Linked DNA regions of Mus musculus: region 2 is linked to region 1. Evidence: chromatin contacts called from public HiChIP or PLAC-seq data. All regions are on one chromosome and are shown on one strand. The core of a region is the stretch at or near the end of the contact, and the rest is flanking DNA. Distances in the headings are between cores, read along the strand shown. Region 1 holds the start of AU020206 (expressed sequence AU020206). Region 2 holds the start of E430016F16Rik (RIKEN cDNA E430016F16 gene).

Region 1 (4,622 bases), core at 1,063-3,562:
CAGAGAACTTGGGTTTTTGCTGAAAGAAGGGTACTGCATCTTCCATTTTAAGAGAGCAGTGGTCGTTAAAGGTACATAGGCTATACAGCTCCCGCTGGTGCTCAAAGGAGGGCTCTGGGTGTTCCGGTTAGAAAGATCAGCAGCAGGAGACCTGGTGAGGGAGGAGGACCCAGTCTGACGACAGTTAGAAGCATAAGGAAGTAAATCCCAATCGGATGTGGGGAGGGGGAAGGGCGGGGAGTGGTCCGGCTGGTGGGGTGGGGGTGGAGGTGAGGATTTGGGGGGTCTGGATTTAGATGAGGGCTGAGATCGGGGTTTGGATTTAGATGAGGGCTGAGGTGAGGGCTGAGGTGAGGGCTGAGATCGGGGTTTGGATTTAGATGAGGGCTGAGATCGGGGTCTGGATTTAGATGAGGGCTGAGATCGGAGTTTGGATTTAGATGAGGGCTGAGGTGAGGACTGAGGTGAGGGCTGAGGTGAGGGCTGAGATCGGGGTTTGGATTGAGATGGGCACTGACAGGAGTGAAGCAGTGGGGAGTTCTGTATGTAGGGTTTACTAGTCTTGTTACCCATTTTGTCTTCCAGTCACCCCAAACCCAAACCTCAGAAGACTCAGGACAAAAACAAAAAACAAAACAAAACAAAACAAAAAACAGAAAAGGCAAACAAAACAGAACAGGACACACAGGACCAAGAAGGCAGTGTGACCTCTCCCTAGTGCCCTGGACAGGAGTTCATCTATCTCCTAAGACACTGTATCCAGATGGGATCCTAGTAGAAGAGGACCAGATGTTACGTAAGGAAAGCAATGACTTACCAATGAAGGCTCCTCATCCAGGTGCTTGCTGGGTTTCTTTTCCTGCAGCTGTGGACCTCCGAACTGAAATCAAGCCTGCAGGGGCCTTGGAACGTCTCAAGGTGCACACCCTGGGCAGTGGTGCTCTGGTACCTGAGGTTTGAAGGGAAGGGTCCAGGTTCTGAATTTGGGTAGGGATTTGTTAAAGCTACCCTCCGCCCTAGCTTAGCCCCTCCCCCCCCGCCCCCCCACCCCCCCCTCCGTCCCCCGCCCCCCCCCCCCAATTTAGCTGTAACCCTCCTGCCTCATGCTTGTCAGCCACCTCATACTGCTGACAACAGTTTGGCTCAGAGAGAGATCAAGTTGGCCATATATCCTGTTCTGTTCTGAGGTTCTTAGAAATTCCCCAACCACAGCCTTCACTTGGGACCAACCAAAATAGAAACCAGCTTCAACTGTTATGCCTAAACTAGTAACAACTTGGGAAAGGCAGACCACCTGCAGCCCGCCCAGTACCTGCTTATAAAAGCTCCCTGTGGGGTTTTAACCTCTATAAACTGACCCTAGAAAACATTCAGGGTTGTAGCTTCCAGCTGTAGAGTCTGAGCTACATCTCTGATTGATCAATCTTAGGATGTGCGTTCGATAAACTATCCCTGACTGAAATCTATGTTTATACAGTTTATGGACCCTAACAGCTTCTTATATCACTGGAGCCTCCAAAATTAATTAATTTATTAATCCCACCGAATGAGGATAAAGAACACCTTATTCCGTGCACAGCCAAGTCTGTGCACAGCTGTCTCCCCCTAAATTTCCCATACTTCTCTTATAGGACAAAACCAATGGGAGAGAGAGGTATTTTGCAAGCAGGCGGGTTTACAGAGAGCACAAGGCAGTTATAGAACTCTTCCTGGAGCACAAGGTACAAAACATCTGTCGGGCACAGCCTAACTCCAAGAAACAGAATATTAAAACTTTTACCCCAGTCGGGTCTACAAAGTGAGTTCCAGGACAGCCAGGGCTACACAGAGAAACCCTGTCTCAAAAAACAAACAAAACAAAACAAAAAACTTTTACCTAGCCGGGCAGTGGTGGTGCACGCCTTTAATCCCAGCACGTGGGAGGCAGTGGCAGGTGGATTTCTGAGTTCGAGTCCTGCCTGGTCTACAAAGTAAGTTCCAGGACAGCCAGGGCTACACAGAGAAACCCTGTCTCGAAACCCTCTAGCCCCCACCCCACCCCAAAAAACTTTAACCTAACTGAGGCAGAATCTCAAAATGACTCCTGGTCTTAAATGGAGTCCGGCTGCTATCTCGACCCAAACTCCCCGACCCAGTAAACCGGACCCACGGTTCCACACGCTTCCGGGCGCTCCTGCCGCAAGGAGGCCGTCCGGATAACGGGCACTGCGAACACGGTCGGCCAGGACTCAACCCGGTACTCACCATGCAGCTCACGCACTGCAAGTCCCTGCCGCCGCCGCCGCCGCTGACGCAGTGCTGCCGCCAAAAAGCCAATTTCTCCCCAATTCCCGCCCCATTTTATGGTTCCTAAGCACAAAAGCCAATCAGAGGCCGTAGATTTGTGACGGATGGCCCGACGAACCCATACTACAGCTGCATTTGGAGGAAGGGGTGGGCTGCCCCAGCCTCTGGTCCAGCGAGGGGCCGGGAGGGGAAAGAAAAGTTAGTGCCACCTGATTCTTTTTTTGTTTGTTTGTTTTCGAGACAGGGTTTCTCTGTATAGCCCTGGCTGTCCTGGAACTCACTTTATAGACCAGGCTGGCCTCGAACTCAGAAAAAAGAACAAAGGATTCATATATTTTTGCCTCCCACACCTAGTTAGATTGCAACGCAAATGTTTTAATCCGCCCCCACCCCCACCCAGTAAAACCCTGGTTTAGTAGTGGCGCACACCTTTAATCCCAGCACTCGGGAGGCAGAGGCAGGCAGATTTCTGAGTTCGAGGCCAGCCTGGTCTACAAAGTGAGTTCCAGGACAGCCAGGGCTACACAGAGAAACCCTGTCTCGGAAAAAAAACAAAAGCCAAAACCAAAACCAAAACCAAAACCAAATCTTGGTTTACTCAAGGCAACAAACTGCATTCCAGGAGTCCCATGGCCTGCAGCAGTGACCTTGTAAAGATGAAGCATGGTGTGAGTATCTACATCTTAAGTCAGCCACACATTCACATTTGCTGGGGCTTGATCATTATTGAAAATAAGCCAAGGGTAGATGTGTTCTGCTTCTCCCCACGCCCCTTTCCTTCTGCATGAAGCCAGCTCAGTCATCGGGGTCTCAAAGGAGGGAGGGAGGTTAAAGAAAGAAAAGACAATTAAACAACATTATAACACGACCCCAACCAGGGCTGATGTGGGTTTATTTTTCTCCAGCTTGCTTTTATGTCATCTAAGGTCAGTTCTTAGATTAAAGACAATGTAGTCAAACAAGGCAATAAACAGGATGACCAAGACACAAGGAACACAGTACATTATTCTTATCTGAGCCTCCTCCCTTGTCCTCCAAGCCAAAAGTAAATATTCTTGCCAATATCCTTGAAGCTGCATCAAGGACTCTCCACACTGTGAGTATCCACATCTTAAGTCAGCCACCTATCCACTGAGGTTTGACCATCACTGAAGATAAGCCAAGGGTCAGATGTGTTCTGTTTCTCCTCATGCCCCTTTCCTTCTGTGTGACTCAGAAATGTATTCATGCCCCTTTCCTTCTGTGTGACTCAGAAATGTATTATTAAGAGAGACCAGAAACAAAAAAAAAAGAGACCAGATACTGCCGGGCAGTGGTGGCACACACCTTTAATCCCAGCACTTGGGAGGCAGAGGGAGGCAGATTTGAGTTCAGGGCCAGCCTGGTATACAGAGTGAGTTCCAGGACAGCCAGGGCTACACAGAGAAACCCTGTCTCGAAAAACCAAAAAGAAGGAGGAGGAGGAGATGAAGTGGGGGGGAGGAGGAGGAGGAGGAGGAGGAGGAGGAGGAGGAAGAGGAGGAAGGAGGAGGAGGAGGGGGAGGAGGAGGATGAAGGAGGAGGAGGAGGAAGAAGAAGGAGAAGGAGAAGGAGAAGAAGAAGAAGAAGAAGAAGAAGAAGAAGAAGAAGAAGAAGAAGAAGAAGAAGAAGAAGCAGCTGCTGCCTCTGCTCTTTCCGAGGTCCTGAGTTCATTCAAATTTCAGCAACCACATGGCGGCTTACAACCATCTGTAATGGGATCCGATGCCCTCTTCTTGTGTGTCTGAAGACAGTGACAGCATATGGACATACATAAAATAGACAATCTTTTAAAAGGGGAAGGAGGAGGAGGAGGAAACAGAGGAGAAGGGTTTTCACCTGAAGAGTCTCTGTCACAATATCAGTTCCCAAGGCTGTGCTATATCTGTGACCTGTCAGTTTGCTGGTGAAATTATAAGTAGCAAAGAAGGGTGGCAAGATGAAGGGCAGTTCTGCCATCAACGAGATGGTGACCCAAGAATACACCATCAATGTTCACATGCACATCCATGGAGTAGGCTTCAAGTAGTGTGCTCTTAGGGCACTCAAAGACCATGAAGGAATGGGGAACTCCAGATGTGCCCATTGACACCAGGCTCAATAAAGCCTTCTGGGCTGAGGGAATAAGGAATGTTCCTTATTGCATCCGAGTACATTTGTCCAGAAAACATAATGGGGATGAGGAGTCACCAAACAAGCTCTACACATTGGTAACTTACTCTTACGTGCCTGTTCCACATTCAAAGATCTACAGTCAATGTGGGTGAGAACTAACCTGCTGAATGCCAAATAAAGCTGCAGAACCACCGAAGAAGGAG
Region 2 (4,042 bases), core at 444-2,943, 2.9 Mb after region 1:
GAGAGGTGGAAAATGGGGCCTCATGAAAGTAAAGTCATTCCCCGCACAGAGCTAGTCAACCCAGGCTGGACTGCTCCAAGTTGTCCAGAACACGGTAGGACACAGTTAAATGTGAGAGGTACAGTTCAAACTCAGGTTGCCGGGCTCCCTGGACCTCTATGCTATTCCACAATGTCTTCCTCTGCACTAGTGCTTTTCAGCAGGGAACATTTCACTTGTCGGAAGATGTTTGACATTATGGATTGTCATAGCTGGGGAGGAAGGAGTACTGCTGTCATCCATCAGACCAAGACCAGGAATCCTGCTAAATATCCCACAGTACACAGGGTGAGCCCTATGACACAGAATTAGCTGGCTAAGATACCAATGGGATTGAGGTTGGCAAACTATGTCCCTGAATCACCAAAGACTGAATTGTTTAGCGTCTGAGCTCTTCCAGGGTCTCGGGTTGAGGTAGGGCCAGGAAGCTCAGGCCAGCAATCTCCTAAGCGCTGTGTGGAACTCTGGCACACATGGCTGTTCTGTTACGGGTTTGTAAAATGGGAGAGCAGGCAGGGCAACTTTAGGAGGGAAGAGATTCACCAAAATCAAGATGTCTTTTTGGAGAAGACTTCTGTGCTACATCTGGTATTCTACTGGCCAGTCATCTCTGTCTCACTGTGTCTAAATACCTGAGGCACTCAATGTACAAGAGTGTTTCAATGCATGCATGCATTCTGAGGTTTCAGTCCACAGTGGCTCAGTTCACTTGCTTCAGGCCTGTGGCACAGAAATCATCAGGGCAGAGGAGGCTGCTCACCGGTGGCAGCCAGTAAGCAGAGATGAAAAGAAAGGGACTGAGATACCAATCACACTTTCATGGGCAGAACCCTATGAACCTGATGCCTTTCTACAGAGCTCCACACTAAAGACTCTACTAGCTCCAAACACTGCCACAAAGCCTTCAACAAGCCTTCGGGGTATATCTAAGGTCTAAACCATAATTGTAGTGATCAATCTTAGATGCCAATGTCAAATGCTTCCCTAGGTGTTTCCAGGAAAATTTGATAGGTGTAGTTAATTCTACAATAAGCTAGTTTTGAGTAAAGGATACCTGGGTTGACTGGACTCAGTGGCTCCAAAGGCCCTAACAGTAGAGTGGAAGTCTCCCCACAAAGGTGGGTGGAAGGGTCCCACTCACAGACAGCATCGCCCTTGATGCAGGCAGAGAGGTGCAGCCTGCCCTTGGGACGTCAACCTTTCCCTGCCAGCCCGCACCACCACAAAGCCAGTTCCCAGCATCTCTTTATAGTGATCATCTCTGTCTGCTTGGCTGGTTAACCCTGCTTACCACAAGTAACTCACAATCTCCAAGGGGAGAATAAAGCTTTATGACAATTCCCAAAGTGATTTGTCCAGCAAAGCCTTGAATTTGAAGAGCATCCTGTGGGATCATACTCCAGATGTCTTTTTCTGACAAGCAGTAACACAAGGAAACTAGGCAGTTTGGCCAGTTCTTTGGCCCGGCTTCTATGGATGGTATCGGGTTCTCACTATGGACAGAGGATCCTTACCACTACATGCCATCTGCCGGTTGCCCTTCTCCACTACACAGGAGGTGGTCCTCTTGCATCCATCCTTGAGGCACATCCAACACCATGACTGAGATTTCTTAGGTCTAGACCTTTGCTCTCAGTAAGCAGAGCTGATAAGCCTCAGCCCCTGAATACGCAGCAGTCAAAACGGCATGGTTTATGCAGAGCACCTGGCACACAGTGGGTGTTCAACTCCTGTGCCAAGACCCTCCCCTCTGATGACAAGCTGTGCTAAAACAGGCCTCCTACTATATAAGGAATAAGCAGGGTTTTTAAACCACTCAATATGGGCAACAGTTGCCAAATGATGCTACGGAGCTCTCCTAGGCCCGAGGCCCGCCCTAAATTTAACAGGCCTGTGTTTACAAACCCAAATCCATGCATCTCTGAGGCTCCCACACATATCCCAGCTGTCCGCCTGAAAAATTCCGCGTGGAGAGTCTCTGGCAGAGTCTCCACCAGCTGGTAACTCTCAGAGTGTTCCTGACACTTGGTCTGAGCCTTAGGCACACTATTCACAGGCGAAACCCAGGAGCTCCTCCTTCTACCTGAAGACTGGTAGGACTCTGAGCTGGTGGATTGCAACCAGGATTCTGAGGCTAAGCCACACACGGAAGATTCTAGGAGCTAAGACAAGCCTCTCTGCAGAGCCTGGCTTTTCTCTCTCTATCCTTTACTCATTCTCTGTATGTACTAGGCTGACACACATGCACAACATCACACCTTCCTACAATTCAGCTATCCTGAAACTGTCCAATAGCACTGAACACAGCCCAGAACCCAGAAAGACACAGAAGTCTCTAGATTGGACACAGAACATAGACTGATTCTCTGAACCACGTGCAGCGCCGTAAGCCTTCCCTCGGACCTTATTTCCCTTTCCTATGGGCTATTTCTCCAACTGAGAGACACCTAAATCACCAGACAGCTTGGTAAATACAGATTGCTTGTTCTACCCTTCCCACCCCACTCCAGTGATTCTGATTAGGCAAGTCTGGAACAGGACCGGAGGAATGGGCATCTCTAAGGAGTTCCCAGGTGAAGCTGATGTCACCAGATCAGGGGCTGCTCTCAGGTTAGGGGGTGGCTGCTTTACAGATTGGATGAGTCAAGCCCACTGACTCTAAGTAATCCTGAATCAGAATGGAATCTCCCTCTGTGTGTGTGTGTGTGTGTGTGTGTGTGTGTGTGTGTGTGTGCGCACTGGGGGCGGGGAAGATGCCGATAGTGGTGAGTCTCAAGAAAGAGAAAGCCAGGCTGACAGCTGCAGGAAGTGACAGTTGACAGCCTGAGAGCACAGAAAGAGACAGCAAACTATAAAAAGCAGACTTAAGAACTCAAAAAGCAAAACGGACCGAAGCCATCTCTGTGGGATACAGTTACTATATTCTCCAGATCCAACCTCAGGAAGAACTCTCTCCAAGCCCCGTGTGACCCTGGGAGTCACAGTGAAGACCCTATCATGTGAAGGAAGCTATACTTAGGCTGCTTCCAGGGCAGGGAAATGTAAAAATTAATGTTCTAAAAATTGACATCTAATTCATCGGCAGTAAAGATCATCGGGGGTTTAATGGGTTATAAACTTGGCACTATGAAAAACTTTTCACCATGAACTAACCCATTTGCTCAGTTTTCTAGGCTCCTACCGTGTGTGCACCTGCACATATGTATATCCTGCACCCATATACAGATAAATATCTGATGTAGAAACATTCTGTGGGGTGTTGAGAGACATCATGAGTTATAGAGACCATGCTTAGCACACACCAGGTCCTGGGTTCCAGTGCCACCATCAAATTACTCCACTAATGAATGTAAGCAGTACAATTCCCCACTCCCCATACCATAGCCCCTTCATCATTTCTTCCTTGACCGTCTAGACAAGGCTGGGTCCCATCTGGAGCTCCCATTTGCATACCTAATTGTTCTAACTCTGTATTTCTCACCACACTGCAATGTAATACATTCAATAGCCTCTTTCTGAGCTTTTCCGTTCCTAGTAGGGCAGAGTGTAGCAGGTGCTTAGTGAATGGGTGTTGTTTGAAGGCATATCCTTAACCTTGCCGTATCTAAGTACACACACACACACTCACACGCACTCATTTATAAAGAAAATGTAGGTCAAGGAGTTTGAGTATATGCCTCGAGGCAGCCCCAATTTCTGAAAGCAGGCTTAACTGTGCTTATTTCTGCTAGCAAGGGAGCGTGGAGGTCCTCCGCAGAGAGTGCTGTCTCTCACACTTCCTGATTTTAATCAGAACTACATATTCTGGGTGAGGTGGCAAGAAGAAAGAGGCTGTAAACTCAATTAGATCACTCCTGAGTCCCCATCCCATGACTGTTCTAAGGAGCCAACTACTATCCCTCCACCTTTCTTTACACCCTCCTCCAAATACACATCCAATCCCAATTCCCTCTCTCTATACTAAATATCCTGAGAGAGTCCCCATTCATGGGATAGGGCCCTG

Evidence for each region. HiChIP or PLAC-seq counts read pairs in DNA pulled down with a chosen protein or histone mark.
Region 2: a contact with region 1 is called in an H3K27ac HiChIP or PLAC-seq map of double positive thymocytes, with 15 times the contacts expected there. The contact joins the promoter of E430016F16Rik here to the promoter of AU020206 in region 1. A contact is called at or near these places in 1 of 484 Hi-C or Micro-C datasets (pre-B cells) and 3 of 115 datasets of contacts at active chromatin or transcription factors (double positive thymocytes, large pre-B cells and pro-B cells).

What each region holds. Positions count from the first base shown.
Region 1 is chr7:75,779,808-75,784,429 of GRCm38.p6, forward strand. AU020206 (expressed sequence AU020206) reads right to left here and starts at 2,313. Exons shown (of 3, transcript NR_165329.1): 1 at 2,245-2,313; 2 at 818-949. RefSeq lists a cis regulatory region at 1,934-2,676.
Region 2 is chr7:78,716,527-78,720,568 of GRCm38.p6, forward strand. E430016F16Rik (RIKEN cDNA E430016F16 gene) reads right to left here and starts at 1,694. Exons shown (of 11, transcript NR_015542.2): 1 at 1,554-1,694.